Linked DNA regions of Sus scrofa: all the other regions are linked to region 1. Evidence: chromatin contacts called from public HiChIP or PLAC-seq data. All regions are on one chromosome and are shown on one strand. The core of a region is the stretch at or near the end of the contact, and the rest is flanking DNA. Distances in the headings are between cores, read along the strand shown.

Region 1 (4,973 bases), core at 1,397-3,896:
CTTCTTTTCCTTGATATCTTTCCTCTCTTTGAGTCATTTTTCTTGTTTTCAAAGTAGCTGTGGTAGCTTTGGTTTGAGTGGCAAGCTGCTAATGAATTCAATTGCAGTTAACTTCACTGATTTTTTCCCAGGACACAACTTCATTGTGAAATGAATCTTTCTCTTCCTTTAGCTCATTTCCTGGGGCTTTTAAAAAATAATAGCATTAATTTTTTTGCTTTTTTGGGGGTTTTGTTAATTTGATTAAAAAAGAATCTAGGAGTTCCCATCGAGGCTCAGTGGTTAACGAATCCAACTGGGAACCGCGAGATTGCAGGTTTGATCCCTGCCCTTGCTTAGTGGGTTAAAGATCCGGCGTTGCCGTGAGCTGTGGTGTAGGTCGCAGACACGGTTCAGATTCCTTGTTGCTGTGGCTCTGGCGTAGGCTGGCGGCTGCAGCTCCGTTAGACCCCTAGCCTGGGAACCTCCATATGCTGTGGGTGCAGCCCTAGAAAAGGCAAAAAGACAAAAAAAAAAAAAAAAAAAAAGGAAAGAAAGAATCTAGACTGAATGGAGAAAGAAATCTCTTGAAGTGACTCAAGCCAGCTTGGTTCCTTCAAAATTAGAATTAAAGCCCAAAAGGTATGTTTATGCAAGTGTGAGATGCTTTGACATCTGTAAGAGGGAAGTAACAGCAGGGAGCCTGAGAAGTGGCTGTTTGAACAGTGTGGATCTCTCACTTGATATTTGATTTCTCTTATTTTGGAAAGTCAGTTTTCCATTTAAAGATACTTGGGCTTGGAAATCTTCCTAACCACCCCAGCGATGACATGAATGTAGCTCCCTCTAGTGTTGGTGAAGGCTTGCTGTAGTAGTAGAACCCTTACAAGTTCATGCCTAGTTTTTGAGCTGGGCACAGCTAGGTACTTGGAAACTATTTAATCCAGTTCCTCATTTTAATCTCTTAGGGTGCAAGATCCAGTGTGGTTAAAGCATCTTGCCTAAGGTTACCGCTAGATAGTAGCAGAGTCTGATCAGAACAAAAAGATTCAAAAGTCACAAATTAGCGTTGCTTCTACTGTCTCCCATAAAGATGCTCAGTGTTCAGGTGGAGATCAGTAGATACTTGAAATTGGGCCTGTTTGAACTGTAATAATATCTGACTAGACATAAATGTTGGAGAAATGGATGTGCCATTTAGTCTAAAACTGGCTAATTAAGAATTAGGCCTTTGAGGAGTTCCCTTGGTGGCTCAGCAGAAACAAATCTGATTAGTATCCACGAGGACTGATACAGGTTCGATCTCTGGCCTTGCTCAGTGAGTTAAGGATCTGGCGTTGCCGTGGCTGTGGTGTAGGCTGGCAGCTACAGCTCCAATTTGACCCCTAGCCTAAGAATGTCCATATGCTGAGGGTTTAGCCCTAAAAAAGAAGACAAAAAAAAAAAAAAAAAAAAGAATTAGACTTTTGAGTTAAATATAATAATACTAACACCAACAGAAATACTTACGGACTGTATACCGTCTTTCAGACCATGTGTCCTTCAGATAAAACTCATCATGATACAGTCCCTACCTTCTAGGAGTTTCCTGTCTTTGAGAGTTACAGAGACCATTGCAGTATAAAATGATGGAGGCAAATTATGAGATGGAGGGGAAGTACCTTTGAACACAGGTAGTTGTAACAAAGCATCTTTAGAATTTCCAATATATTACTTTTTAATCATTATAGAATTAGAGATAATCTTTCACTTATATTCAATCAAGGGAATTAACTTTTCTTTGAGAATAAAGATAAAATGAGGTATCCATTAACTAGCCCCCTAAACATACATGAAGTGATAACTATATTTATGAAGTAGGTATAGCAGCCCAACTTTTGGAATTACCACAGATGGACAAGTCTTTCTTAATTAGAATATGAGAACCTATGGCCCCTGAAACCTTTGTAAAAAAAAAAAAAAAAAAGATTCAGAAAAACCGATGGATTTTATACATATAGTTTTGGTAGCAGATATAATTATTATGTTTAGAAAGGAAAAAAATACATATTTTCACTAACAAGACAGGAACTGACTTGGAGTAAACAGAAAGGTTAACCTTGGTTGTTAAGGAGCCCAAGCATATGTGTATAGCATATTAATAGCTGCATAGGTCAAGGATCAGGAATGCTGGTGATGGGAAGCAGCCTTGGAAAAAAATCAACTTCATCTGCTATTCAAAGAGAAACAAAACGAGAATGCAAGTCATTGCTCACTGCTGTAAGAATTTAATGAGTAACAGCCAATTGCTATTCTGCTCCATGAAGAGAATTAGTCCTTTTGGCTCCATGTGATATTATGTGTTCTGGATGCCTTAATAAGAAAAAAAAATTTCCAATGACTTTTGGAGGTAGAAGCCACATTTTTCTTTTGTACAGCTCTTTTGAGAGTTGTTGCAGCTACAATAGACTATAGTATCTGGTTATTCTTAGTTAAAAAAAGAATTTTCTTACCTTAAGAAGGACTTTGAAATAAGAACTGACAGCTGAAGAACAATCCCCTTGTGTTTTTCAAACCAGAAAAGGAATACATTTAGTTATGGTAGTTTTTTATGAGAGAATGACAGATAGCTCTGAAAGAAGGATGTGTGAGTGAACAAGATCTAGACCAAATTAATAGGACAGTGTCCTGTCTAAAAGTTTCCATTTCCTATCTAAGAGATAGGAACAAAGATAGGATCTGTTTATCTGTAACGCAGTGATAAACTTGTAAATGGAGAAATCATGCTGACCTAAAGATATACTGCCAGGAAATAACTGCTCCCTCACTAGACAGAAGTGAAAAAGTCATTAACTGCCAACTTCTGGAGAGAGAAGTAGTCTTAATGGCAGTCTGTTTGGGAGGCCTTATGAAATGGCCTTATACGATTGAATCAGTATTCCAAGACTGTGCTCTCAGCAGATTGAACTAGGGGTATAGTATTAACTGTTTAAAAGCATAGCTTCTAACTGCAAAGTAGAGAGGAGACTTTAGAGCTCTAACTGCACTCTCCAGAGGAGAGGATTTGGTACAAATAAAAGCACAGTAATGTATTTGGAAAGGAATAGAAAGTACTATAGGTCCCGTATCAAAGGACACTGTGAAAGTGCAATTTCTTTAGGTACTTAAAATCCTGGAACACATAAACCAAGTGAAAAGGAGATGAATTTGCGCCTTTTCCATTTTACATATAAGAATATTTAAATTTAGAAAAAGAGGCATTTGGAAATATTTAACAATATTAATATTTAATAGTACTTTACTTGAAAATATGTTTTAAATCTGTCTAGCTACATTGAAATTTCTCTTGAAAGATGTAAATGAGAGTAACTCAACTATTTCATTCATTTTTGCTTTTGTTCCATCTTTGTCCCTTTAAAAGGACAGTTAGAATGAGTACATTTAAATGAGAGCTTTATTTACTTTGCTTTTTTCAGAAGTTTCTGTAAAGGAAGCTGTTTAAAAATACATACTATTTATTTTCTTCGGTAAAAGTGCATAAAACATGTATGTTTTATTTAACAAATAATCATAAAGTGAACAGTGTAACTAGCACCAAGGTCAGAAAGCAGGCTGTACCTCATATGTCTCCCTGGCGAACTCTTTGGTCTGTTTGTCCTAAGGTAACAAAGGCAAAATTAAGTTCTTAAACACTCTTAGCTTGTTTTCAGTGATTTCTTTGTTTCACAGTATTAAAAGAATACTGAAAAGATGAATTTACTTTTTTTTTTTTCAAAGGAAGAGAGATGAGTTTGAGAACTAGGTAGTAATTGTTTTTAAAGATATTAATGACTATAAAGGAAGATTAACATTTGGAAAATATATTATTTCTTGGCGTTCCTCTTGTAGCTCAGCATGTTAAGAACCTAACTAGTATCCATGAGGATTCAGGTTTGATCCCTGGCCATGTTCAAGGATGTGACGTTGCTGCAAGCTGCGGTATAGGTCACAGATGCAGCTTGGTCCAGTGTTGCTGTGGCTGTGGTGTAGGCCGGCAGCTGCAGCTCCGATTCGACCCCTAGCCTGGGAACTTCCATGTGCTACAGGTACATAAAAAAAAAAAAAAAAGGTATATGATTTCTAAGGAAGCAAAAGTATTGTGGTTTTTATTATCCAATTCAATTCTGTACTGTATTACATACTGTTTTTGAAAATTACTTCTTAGTCACTTGGCTCTTCTTAGAATTTTTTTTCCCCAAAACTCAGCTTTTTCAGAAAGCCTTCCTTGAAAAATCTATCACTAAATGTTCCATTAAATTGTTATGTCAGTATAAATAACAGCAAATTGAATGTAGAATAAAGTTTATCTAAAAAAAAAAAAAAAAAAAAAAGAGTACCCATTGTGGCTCAGCAGTTAACGAGTCTGACCAAGATCCATGAGGATGCAGGTTCCATCCCTGGCCTCACTCAGTGGGTTAAGGATACAGTGGTGCCGTGAGCTGTGGTGTAGGTCACAGATGTGGCTCGATCCCACATTGCTGTGGCTTTGGGGTAGACCAGTGGCCACAGCTCCAATTAGACCCCTAGCCTGGGAACCTTCATATGCCACGGGTGAGGCCCTAAAAAGCAAAAAAAAAAAGTTATCTCTCATTACCACTGTAGCCATAGTGTCATCTTTACTTCATGATATTTCTGTGTCTTGAAATTTTAATTTTATTTAAGCATAACCACTAAGCAGATGTCACTTTCTCTTTAAGCTATTTATGCTTAAATCCTGTTGACACTTATTAAATTCTGTTCACTTGGACATACTAATATTTTGTAATAGCTTTTATCCATAATATTGGAAATAATCACATCAGTCTCAACAATCACGTAAAATAGGCAGCTTGTTAGAGAAGCAGATGTACAACTTTCTGAAGAATTTCACTTGGAACATAAAAATGAAATGTTGTAGAAAAGGTCTGTATGAGAAGAGAGTTCATAGAAATAACAGATACACTCACATACATGTATTCATTTAAGGGTTGGAGGAT
Region 2 (4,973 bases), core at 1,462-3,961, 170 kb before region 1:
CCCACCCCCTCCTCTGTCTGTGTTCCCTCAGGGGCGGTCCAGCTACAGACTCTACTTTGAGGCCTTTCTGGCTAGTGCCTCTGGGAGGAAAAGAGACTGCAGGGGGCGGTGGGGGCGGGGCTGAGATGGGCAGGACAGGGCCAAGGAGCTGGCTGTTAGTGTGGGCTGAGTTAGAGACTCCGGGGCACATGCTGCCAAGCTAACTGTTACCACTCTCCTCCCCAGACTATGAAATCCCTGGAGAATTTTTGGTGACGTGCACTGAGCCAAGGTGATGGACTGTATGTTTAAGGAAAGACATAACAAGAAAAAAAATTAAAATGGAATTGGAGGCCGAATGCCACACAACTGCCCTCTCTCTCACCCAGTAAATGCAGAAAGCTCTTAGAACAGACAGGAAAACCTGCCACGGGGCTGCTTCCCTTCCTCCCAAGGATGGCAAAGGCTCAGGCTCCACATCGGCTCTCTCCTAGGATACAGAAACCATGGCAACGAAAGTAGAATGTAAAACTTGCAGCAAATGTCTATGGGAAGGGCTGGGGGAAGGGGCACCCAGCTGCCTTTCTTCCCCCTCCCTGAAGCCACCACCAGTCACCTCAGTGGAAGCAATCAGAGGTGTTGGCCAAGGAGAAAGAGGAAGATGAAAGCGAACTCTCCATAGAATGTAATTTATAGATGCGTGTATATGTATATATCTATTTATATGTAAATAGCATATATAAAGAGATATATATATATATAGCCTACTTTTTAAACTATGCAGGGATTTGGTTAAGTTGTTCAGTTAATTTCTTCCCTGTTTTAGAAAACAGCTTGGGGAAGGTAGCCTGGTCCTTCAAAGGCTAGACATTAGCCATAGCTGACAGCATAAGGAAAGTCGGGTCCTAGCTTTTAACAGTCCCCTCAACCCCAGCCTGGTTTTGATGGCAGCAGCAATCATGACAGTATAAATCTGTGGAAAACTTGGAAGGTTGCCAGGTTTATGGTTAAGCTGGGGGCGGGGGCAGGGTGTGGAGCAGGCTGCAGGGGGAGAAATTCCTCCTAAGGCCAGGCGCCAGGTTAGTATGGAGTCACAGTGGAGGCCCCAAACGGCCTGTAGGGATGAGACCACCCCCCTACACCCCACCCCGCCAAGCTCTGGCCAGCTCAGGTGGGCGCTTTGCCTGGTGCCCAGGAGCCCTCTGACCCCTAGCCACAGAGAACAGCAGGGTTGGCGGGGGACCAGGTTCTGCCTGACCACCAGCCCCCTTTAGTTCCTAAATCAGTTTGGCCTTATAGGTGCCCCAGGGCACAGCCCCATTGTTGCTACTGATTTTTCCTAAGTCGTGGAGCAAGGACTTTAGATGGCTTTTTCTCCAAGATTCAATCAGGTGGTGCCCAGGACGCTGGGGCAGCAGCCAACTCCTGAAAAAAGTCCATGACCATGGACATCTCTGTCTCTACCCTCCATGGACATGACGCCACCCGGCCTTCTCTTGCACATTGGACAAAGGATGCACCTGAACCATTTTCTTACTTTCACCGTCAAATGAGGATTTTTCTCAAAACAGCAGTTGCTGCCAGGGGGAAGGGAGGGAGGTTTTATTTATTCCCACAGTTTATACTGGGCCTTTTGGAATTACCTTTTTTTCCCCAAATTTTCCTCTGGCGGTGAGTGTGTCACTGAGCCTGCCATCCTCCGAAGCCTTACTACCCCAAGCTGCCAGCCAGGAGGGGATAACCACCCTCCCAGAGCTTCTCTCAGCTCTTTTTTTAAAAGTCCCCAACATAGGATTCTTGCTGGGAAAGGAAGCTTGGTTAAGAAATGTCAAACATGGTTTTTACAAGGTCTTGCCCTGTGACGAAGCAGCCACCCCAGTCCAGAGAGATGCTCAGAACTGGATGTGGGTGAGAGCGCCCTGCCCACAGTGGCCCCGGTGCTCTGCGCCCACCACCCCGACCACCTGGTCTCAGTAGATGTCCCTAGATGGGCTGAGCCATGTGCAATAAGAACGTAGATCCTAATGGATCCCCTGAGAAGCTGTATTTCTTGAATTAGAATTCTGAAATTGTATATCTATAAATATATGTTTATTACGTGATTGGCTGGCCTTGGTGGGTCTGTGTTGGGCAAGGGGGATGAGCTGGGGGCGGGCACAAGCACCTGTTGCTGCTGACACGGTACAGCCCAGACCACAGGGAGTTTTTGGTGGCAAGCCTAAGGGTCCCGTCCCCCCCCCCCGACTCCCCACCGCTGGCCCGGCCCCAGGTGACAGCCACTTCAGTCACAAGTGTACCCCTCCAGGTAAGGGTAAGAGGCTCAATTGGGCCAGGACCCTGAGGTTCCTGATACCGGTCCAGGGTGGGCAACCTGGGCCATGATCACAGCCTCTGCCTCCCCCTCGTCCAGCTCCCTCCCTTCATTCCCTTGGGCCTGCTGTGAGGCAAACATTCAGAACCTCCCTTCCCCCACCCTGGATCCAGATCGAGGGAAAAGTTCTCCCAAGTTTCCATCTGTGGTTGCACTACCTTCCCAGCCATCCTTCCCACACTGGCTCCACAGCCCGCCCTCCTCCCCCAGAAGATTGGAAAAGTTAAAAATGTGGCAGCCCCGGTAAGGCTTTCTGTGAATGGAGCAGCAGATCTGCCCGGGCCTCCCAGAGACAGAGCCCGGCAGCCCTGACTGGTGGCCCGAGGCCCCTCCTGCGGCTGCTCCAGCCAAAGACAGGCAGGCTGCCCGGTGGTGCCACTGCAGCCCGGGAGCTCATTGGCTGCCCCCACCAGGGTCACCGCAGCCTGCCCGGCCCGCTCTGCGAGCTGCCACTTGTTGGCTGCAGTTAGCAGGGGCGTTGCCAGCCGCCCCTGTTTACCCACCCCAACTCCCTGCCCTCGTGTGTGGCTCTGAGAGCCAGAGGGGTGGGAGAGACTCCTTCCAACTGTTTGCTGTAAAAAAGAGCCTTTGACAAGTGTCCCCACCCACTGTCAGGTGGCAAACAAGGCTCTCGTCCATCCAAGCTCCTGGGATCAGTCAGCTTATCTTTTGGTCCCAGGCTGCCGCCAGGTCTCCCAAGGACAAGGAGCACACACCCCAGCCCTCCCCACCGGGCAGAGTCTCCTGGGGCAGAGTCTCCTGGCCTTTGAGGGAAGGCACACAGACAGACTCAGCTAAATAGGCGGTTGACAACAGTGTTGGCTCTTGAGGAACTCAGAATCCTTACCAAATGTCACACCATGTGATTTGAGTGAGTCAGCCCATTTGCCAGAGTAGGAAACTAAGCCCTAGGGTAGGGAACGTGATGCCCAAGGCTCTCCATAAAACTGTGCATGTCTTTGGGGTCTGTGGAGCAGAACCATCATTTTGAAAACATTTGCTGAACCCGAATTCACTGTCCTTGAGGGGATCAAATCCACTCGTACCAAGAGGAGTGGCAGGAACCCTGAGTTCAGAATGGTGGGAAAGGCCCTAAGGAAAACAGGATTTAATCTGAGGAGCTGGGTGTGTGTGGGCTGCCCTTGTGAGCCATACCCCCTGCCTCCTGGTGGTGACAAAGGTGTCCACCTGGCTTGTGGGGCACATTCCCAGGGCTGGTGTCACCTCTGAAAGGCAGCACAGTGGATCCGTTGGGTGTGGGTGTAGACCCCACAGCCTGGCTTGCCTGGGTTGATCCATGTACTGACTGGGTAGCCTTGTGTGTGTCACTCAACCTCCCTCTCCCTCTATGGCCTCATCTTCATGTGAGTAATAAAACCACCTACCTCATTGGGTCACTGTGAGAAGTAAAAGTGATCACATATACACACTTTAAAAAACCAGCCTGGTACATAGAAAGCTCTGTTTTAAGTATTGTTATTCATCCTCAGTCAAGGAAGATTGACTGAGCACAGACTGGGTGTGAAGTCCCCACCGAAACCACAACTACGACTGAGACTCGGCCTGCCCGATAGGAACTACGGGTGTGAAGGAGCCGGTGATCAGCAGACCCCGGTGGGCAGAGGACTGTGAGAAAAACAAACCCTGGAGCATGGCAGGTGCCAGCAGCTCTGGCTGGAGGTAAAGAAACGGTCACCTGTGAAGGAGGAGGGAGTTGGGACAGGGCTCCAGGTGGGGTGGACACTCTGCTGCAGGGGACAGTGTGGACAAAGTCCTGGAGCTGGGAAAGTCCAGAGTGACCGCATTCAGGGAACAGTTCACACGCCAGGGCCCCAATCTATAGTTGTCATCTTGCCAGTCACAACCAGTGGCCTTGGGCGGAGAAAGAACCTTACTAAGAATGAATGAGTGAGAGAGCCTGTGTCTCCTGAATCCTGGCAGTCCCCTGTCCCCTCTGTTAGGCATTTGGCAAGAGCCTCTGAACCCTTCCTCGTGCTGGGCTCTGCCCTGTAGCCTGTATGGGTGGCCATGCAGGAGCAGGGAGGGCAGTGGGGGGCAGAGGCTGGCAAAGCTGGAGGCCTAGGTTGTGGTGTTCACACTGTTACCTCGTCCGCCCCGACCCTCATGGAGGGATGTTTCACCAGGATCAGAGCCCAGGCTTCTGATCACTTCCAAAGCCCCACAGCTGTTTAGGCAGGAAATAAAGGTCCAGCGCCCACACAGGACAAAGGGTTCAAGGGGCAGCTCTAGGACCCCCCACCCCCACCCCACGGCCAAGCAGCCCTCCCAGAGCCCAGGAGCTGGGGCTTTGCCTGGGAGAAGAGTGGGGAGTCTGACCACAGCACCTTATTTACCGGGTCCCCCTACCCCTTCATTAATTTAGTCTAAACAAAGTCCAAGGGAGGGCAGGCTGCCTTGAGTAGCTCTGACTCTGGCTGGGGTTTTCCTTGGGGAGGGCAGGGTATAGTCCCAGTGGAGCTGGCGCTGGTAAGGAAGGCCAAGAGGTCGGGCTCAGGCCCTCAGAGACTCCGCTCATGAGTCCCACTGCCTTAACTGGATGGATTGTTATTGCCATTTTTCCTACGGACCCAGTGAAGGGGCCCAGGAGACAGGCACCCACATA
Region 3 (4,973 bases), core at 1,553-4,052, 150 kb before region 1:
AGACTGTGGGAAAGTTGGGAGACCTAGTTCCATATCTGCTTCTCCTTAGCTGAGTGACCCGTTTCATCACGTGTGCAGTGAAGCCACAGCACAGTGACTTCCTGCTCTGATGCTATCATTGCCCATGTGTGGAGAAATTGTAATAGCAATAATAGCTCATGACTTCTTGAGCAATTTTTATGTTCTAGGACCATGCTAAAGGCTTGATGAGGATTATCTCTTTGAATAACCACAACGACTTTATCAGGGAGGTATCATCAGTCCCATTTTACTGATGGGGAAATTGAGCCTCAAAAAGAGTAAGTGCTCCATTTGGGCAGCTCTGGGATTTGAATGAAGGTCTTAACCACTCTGCATACTGCCTTCTAGGTCTTTTGGTCATGCCGGCCTAGAAGAAGATTAAAAGAAGCCTAGTTTGTGTTTGTGCCAAATGACCAACTGCCTGAGAGTCCCTATTGCACGTGTCGTCACCCACCAACCCACCTCTCTCTCGTCCCTGTGTTCTGGGGAGGGACTCTGATGAATCCAAAATTCTAAATTCAAAGTTGACTTTCTGGAGTTCCTGTCATGGCTCAGTGGTTAATGAATCTGACTAGCATCCTGAGGACGCAGGTTTGATCCCTGGCCTTGCTCAGTGGGTTAAGGATCTGGTGTTGCCGTGAGCTGTGGTGTAGGTTGCAGATGCGGCTCGGATCTGGCATTGCTGTGGCTGTGGTGTAGGCCAGCAGCTATATGTCCAATTTGACCCCTAGCCTGGGAAACTTCATATGCCGCAGATGCAGCTCTAAAAAGCAAAAAAAAAAAGTTGACTTTCCAGGTCATTCTGGAGGCAGGGAAATAAAACATTTTATTTGACAACTTATTAGCTTCATTTATAAATATTGACTATCCAGACATGTGGTTTGTGAGTTTCCACGTGTGCTCTCACCTGGTGCCCCGAAAGGTAGAGGCGGCCTGGTTACCTTGGTTTCCCTGAGCCAGCAGGTTGCCATTGGCCTCTCGGTGGTGTCCTGAGCTTGAAAGCCTCCAGAGGGGAAGGGAGAAACCACAGTTTCTGAGCATAGACCAGGCCAGGATCTGCCCTCCAGCAATTCCACCTTTTTCTTTCAAGGGGCAGAAAGGTACTGCTACAGTGTGGGGACAAGTCCAGCTCACCCTCAGGGCCTGACTTAAGACTCCACTCACCTGGGAGCCTGCTTCTCTGTGACACACCCCCACCTGCTCATCCCAGAATTGCCTCCATTCTCAAGTCACATTTGTCTTCTATCCCTCTGCATGCATCTCTCTGTTTCCCAGAATAGAAAGGTCCAAGGAGAAGGAAAGATGCTTGAAGAGAAAAAGGGTCCTGGAGATAGAAAATAGAAAGAAAGTGGGGGAGTTCCCATCATGGCTCAGTGGTTAACGAATCTAAGAACCATGAGGTTGCCGGTTTGATCCCTGGCCTTGCTCAGTGGGTTAAGGATCCAGCGTTGCTGTGAGCCGTGATGTAAGTCGAAGACGCAGCTCTGATCTGGCGTTGCTGTGACTGTGGCATAGGCTTGGCGGCTACAGCTCCGATTCGATCCCTGGCCTGGGAACCTCCATATGCCGCAGAAGCAGCCCTTACTAAAGGCAAAAAGACAAAAAAAAAAAAAAAAAAAAAATGTGTCCTAGAGAAGATGACAGGGTGGAAGGGAGCATGAGGGATGGAAGGGAGCATGAGGAGAGGGCCAGGGACCCTTAGCCTCTGGGGGGAAGTGAGAGAACATAAGATCCGTGAGCCGGAGGGAGGGTTCAGCACGGCAGGTCCTGCTGGGACGAGCAGCTGTGCCTGATGGAAGGTGATGGGGGAGGGTGGGGGTGCGGGCGGCCCGAAGCCCCAGGTACAGCTTTGGGGCCACGTGGCCTCTGCAAAGCCTTCAGCCCCCAGCAGAGCTGAAATGGAAACTCTGAGTCCAGTTTCAGGATCAACGGAGGAGCTGAGGGAAGATGGAAAGCAGCTGAAAATGCCTTAGTTTGGCTGTTGCCCCATTCAAATCCTTTCCTTCTACAACGCCCTGCAGCTGTGGCCAATTGAAGAGCTTCCCAAGCACAATGGTAACCTCTCCCTGTGCCCCTCACAGCCGGCCTCTGGGCCTGGCCGGGCAGCTGTTAAAGCCATTTCACCAGTGAGGACCTGAGAAGCCGACAGGTCACACAGCCCGGAAGGTGTGAACATGAGGTGAGGCCAACTGCTGGGCATGGGAAAGGAAAACCAACAGCCAGATTCCAGAAAGGATCCACAACATTCGTCATCCCACCATCAGAGCTCCCATTGACTGAGCTCTTACTGCATGCCTGCTCTCTCATCCGCCCCCTGAGCCCACGGGAAAAGCCGCATACAGTAACTGTGATCCCTATTCTACAGATGAGGCCTCTGATGTCCAGAGAGGTTAAGTCCATTGCCTAAGGTCACACAGTCACAGGTGGTGAAACAGACAGATCCGATCACAGGGCAGAGTGTGTGCTGGCCTGAACCACAAGTGTAAGCCTCCGCCGTGAGCACGCGTGAGAAAAACCCACAGAGAATGTGTGCAAGGTGGAGGGCTGGGTTCCAAGCAGTGGGGAACAGCTGTGTTGGCGGGGGGGGGAGGGGCGCAGAATGTGTGTGTGAGCACAGCTTTGACAGCGGCAAACAGTGCGTGGGAGTGTGTTGACGACAGGGTGTGGGATGGCAGTGCCATCGCCATGTGTGTTTCTGCTGGCAGCGGAATGTTCTGGTCTGTGTTGATAAACAACAGTTTGGGCAGGCTTGAGGCTGGAGCGGGGACAGAAGAGAAGCACTGGGGGGCGGGGACAAGCCCAGGGGTGACCGGAGGCCCAAGCCTGCAGCTCCCAGAATAACGAGGGAAAACAGAGCGGAGGCAGTTGTTTTCTCAGCTGACCTCACTGGGTGCGCTCCTCTGGGTGTGGATCCCTCTTCAAATCACCTGATGCCCATAAACGTGAAAAACAGGAGCAGGGACACGCTGTGAGGAAGAGAGTGTTCTTCCTGGAGTGCTAGTTGCACGGACGGAGGTTTAATCAACAGCTGAGGCCAGTGCAAACGCATCGTGATGTCCGTGGCCGGGCAGAGTCTTCAAAAGTCAGCTTCTTGGAAGAGGTGGCACCCCCGAGACCATCCCAGGTCACGACTGTAACAGGAGCCCCTGCATCTCACCCTCGCCTCTTGGCAGGCATAGGTGTGAGCCTGCAAGCAAGGGCACCCCAACCTGGGAGTTGTCACATGAGAGATACCCCGGGGTCGGGCCCCCAGCCCACTGCTCCCATCAGAATGCCCCCTCCCAAGGCTCCCTCTCCATTCCTGGGCTGCCATGTTGCCTCAGGACCTTAGATTCACCGCCTCCTGGATGCCTTCCACACTCCCCACCCCACTACCTTAAAACGGCCTCCCTCAGCTGCTCTCATTGCCAGGGCCCTTCACGCAGGCCACACCATGTGCATGTCGCCTGATCATCTGCTCAGTGCGGGCACTGAATGAGGCAGAAATGGAGGGGGGCAGGTGTGGGTGAAGACCCTTGAAGACTTTGTAACTGCCCTCAAGGATCTTGTGGCTCCGCTGGGGCACACAGAGGGGAACAGCATGAATAAAGCCAAGTGTGATAAAGCCAAGTGAGGTCACCAGAGCCAGTGCTTCTGATCTGGAAGCTGGGGGATTGGGGGGGGGATGGCGCATGGCGGGAGTGGTGGCCCTGCCAAATTAGTTTTAGCTCCTTGAGTTCAGGGATCTTCTGAAGCCAACACACAGAATCTGCTAAATCAGTGTCTGTAGTTTCTTGATTGAAAGCCTCCAAACCACCCTCTGAAATCCTTGTTTGGGAGCTAGAGGTGCCCCCCCGCCCCGCCCTCTGTGGGGTTGGAGGAAGGAAGTCTTGGCCTGGCCGAGCTGGTGGAGGAGGCTGGCGATACTCTTCCCTGTTCTGCTGGCCGCCCTCCCGTCAAGGGCTTGTTATTCCCCAGGGTTGTTTAACGTGTGCTTCCTGTACCCCAGAGCTCGCAGCACCCAGTCACCTCAAAGACCAGGGCAGGAGAGAAACACCTTAGGCTGAGGCTCCTGCTGGTTAATCACAGACACATTGCTCTCCTTGTCTCAGACTGATCTCTTGCAGAAGTTCAGCAAAACCATGCCCCTGCATTCTCCTCTTGCAGCCCTGTGAAGAGACAGACCTGCTTTCCTTCCTACATACAGATGAAGTTATTCTTGGCTTTAACTATTTTTTTTTTTTTTTGGCCACACCTGTGGCATGTGGAAATCACCAGGGTCAGGGATCAAACCTGTGCCACAGCAGTGACAATGCCATGTCCTTAATCTACTAAGCCACCAGGGAACTCCTTGCCTTTAATTTTTTAACAGGACTAACCTTACCACTGCACACAGTGGCTGGCTGCCTCCGTGTTCCCTTCCTTCTTTTTTTTTTTTTTTTCTTTTTTTTCTTTTTAGAGCTTTACCCTCGACATATGGAGGTTCCCAGGCTAGGGGTCGAATCAGAGGTACAGCTGCCGGCCTACACCACAGCCATAGCAACAGGGGATCTGAGCCAGGTCTGTGACCTACACCACAGCTCACCACAATGTCAGATCCTTAACCCACTGAGCAGGGCCAGGGATCAAACCTGCATCCTCAGGGATCCTAGTTGGGTTTGTTAACCACTGAGCTACGAAGGGAGCTCCCTGTGCTTCCTTCCATTTAAACAGAGTCAGAAGGGCCCTTACCCTAAACACCTTCCCCACTGTCCTGTGGAGGTTTCTGAAGTGCACTATTAGCTCTACCTTCCGGAGACCATATAAAATTATGATTCAGGTGCACGTAGAAGTGATACATTTTATGTTATGTGTACTATAACAGGAAAAAAAATGTATTTTGGAAGGATGTCCTCCAAAATGTCAACAGTACTGTCTTCTAGATGGTAGAAATTTGGGTAATTTTACTTTCGTTTTTTTATCTTTTGATATTA

Evidence for each region. HiChIP or PLAC-seq counts read pairs in DNA pulled down with a chosen protein or histone mark.
Region 2: a contact with region 1 is called in an H3K27ac HiChIP or PLAC-seq map of skeletal muscle. The contact joins two enhancer-like sites. A contact is called at or near these places in 1 of 5 promoter capture datasets (liver), 23 of 47 Hi-C or Micro-C datasets (adipose tissue, alveolar macrophages, blood and 14 more) and 2 of 2 datasets of contacts at active chromatin or transcription factors (alveolar macrophages and skeletal muscle).
Region 3: a contact with region 1 is called in an H3K27ac HiChIP or PLAC-seq map of skeletal muscle. The contact joins two enhancer-like sites. A contact is called at or near these places in 1 of 47 Hi-C or Micro-C datasets (embryonic fibroblasts) and 2 of 2 datasets of contacts at active chromatin or transcription factors (alveolar macrophages and skeletal muscle).

Annotation. Positions count from the first base shown.
Region 1 is chr14:74,995,689-75,000,661 of Sscrofa11.1, reverse strand. The region is part of intron 9 of ASCC1 (activating signal cointegrator 1 complex subunit 1); the gene reads left to right. Among named protein-coding and RNA genes, the nearest start is that of SPOCK2, 30 kb to the right of the region's middle. Within about 2 kb of position 2,646, at least 21 of the 83 cell types and tissues checked have an H3K27ac peak or open chromatin away from gene starts, as enhancers often do. A contact at or near this core is called in adipose tissue, embryonic fibroblasts, fetal skeletal muscle and 2 more, where this site is marked.
Region 2 is chr14:75,166,184-75,171,156 of Sscrofa11.1, reverse strand. DNAJB12 (dnaJ homolog subfamily B member 12) reads left to right here. Exons shown (of 9, transcript XM_013983329.1): 9 at 226-2,081. The coding sequence ends at 275. Among named protein-coding and RNA genes, the nearest start is that of DNAJB12, 21 kb to the left of the region's middle. Within about 2 kb of position 2,711, at least 73 of the 83 cell types and tissues checked have an H3K27ac peak or open chromatin away from gene starts, as enhancers often do. A contact at or near this core is called in adipose tissue, embryonic fibroblasts, fetal skeletal muscle and 2 more, where this site is marked.
Region 3 is chr14:75,147,145-75,152,117 of Sscrofa11.1, reverse strand. No RefSeq gene overlaps it. Among named protein-coding and RNA genes, the nearest start is that of DDIT4, 32 kb to the right of the region's middle. Within about 2 kb of position 2,802, at least 18 of the 83 cell types and tissues checked have an H3K27ac peak or open chromatin away from gene starts, as enhancers often do. A contact at or near this core is called in skeletal muscle, where this site is marked.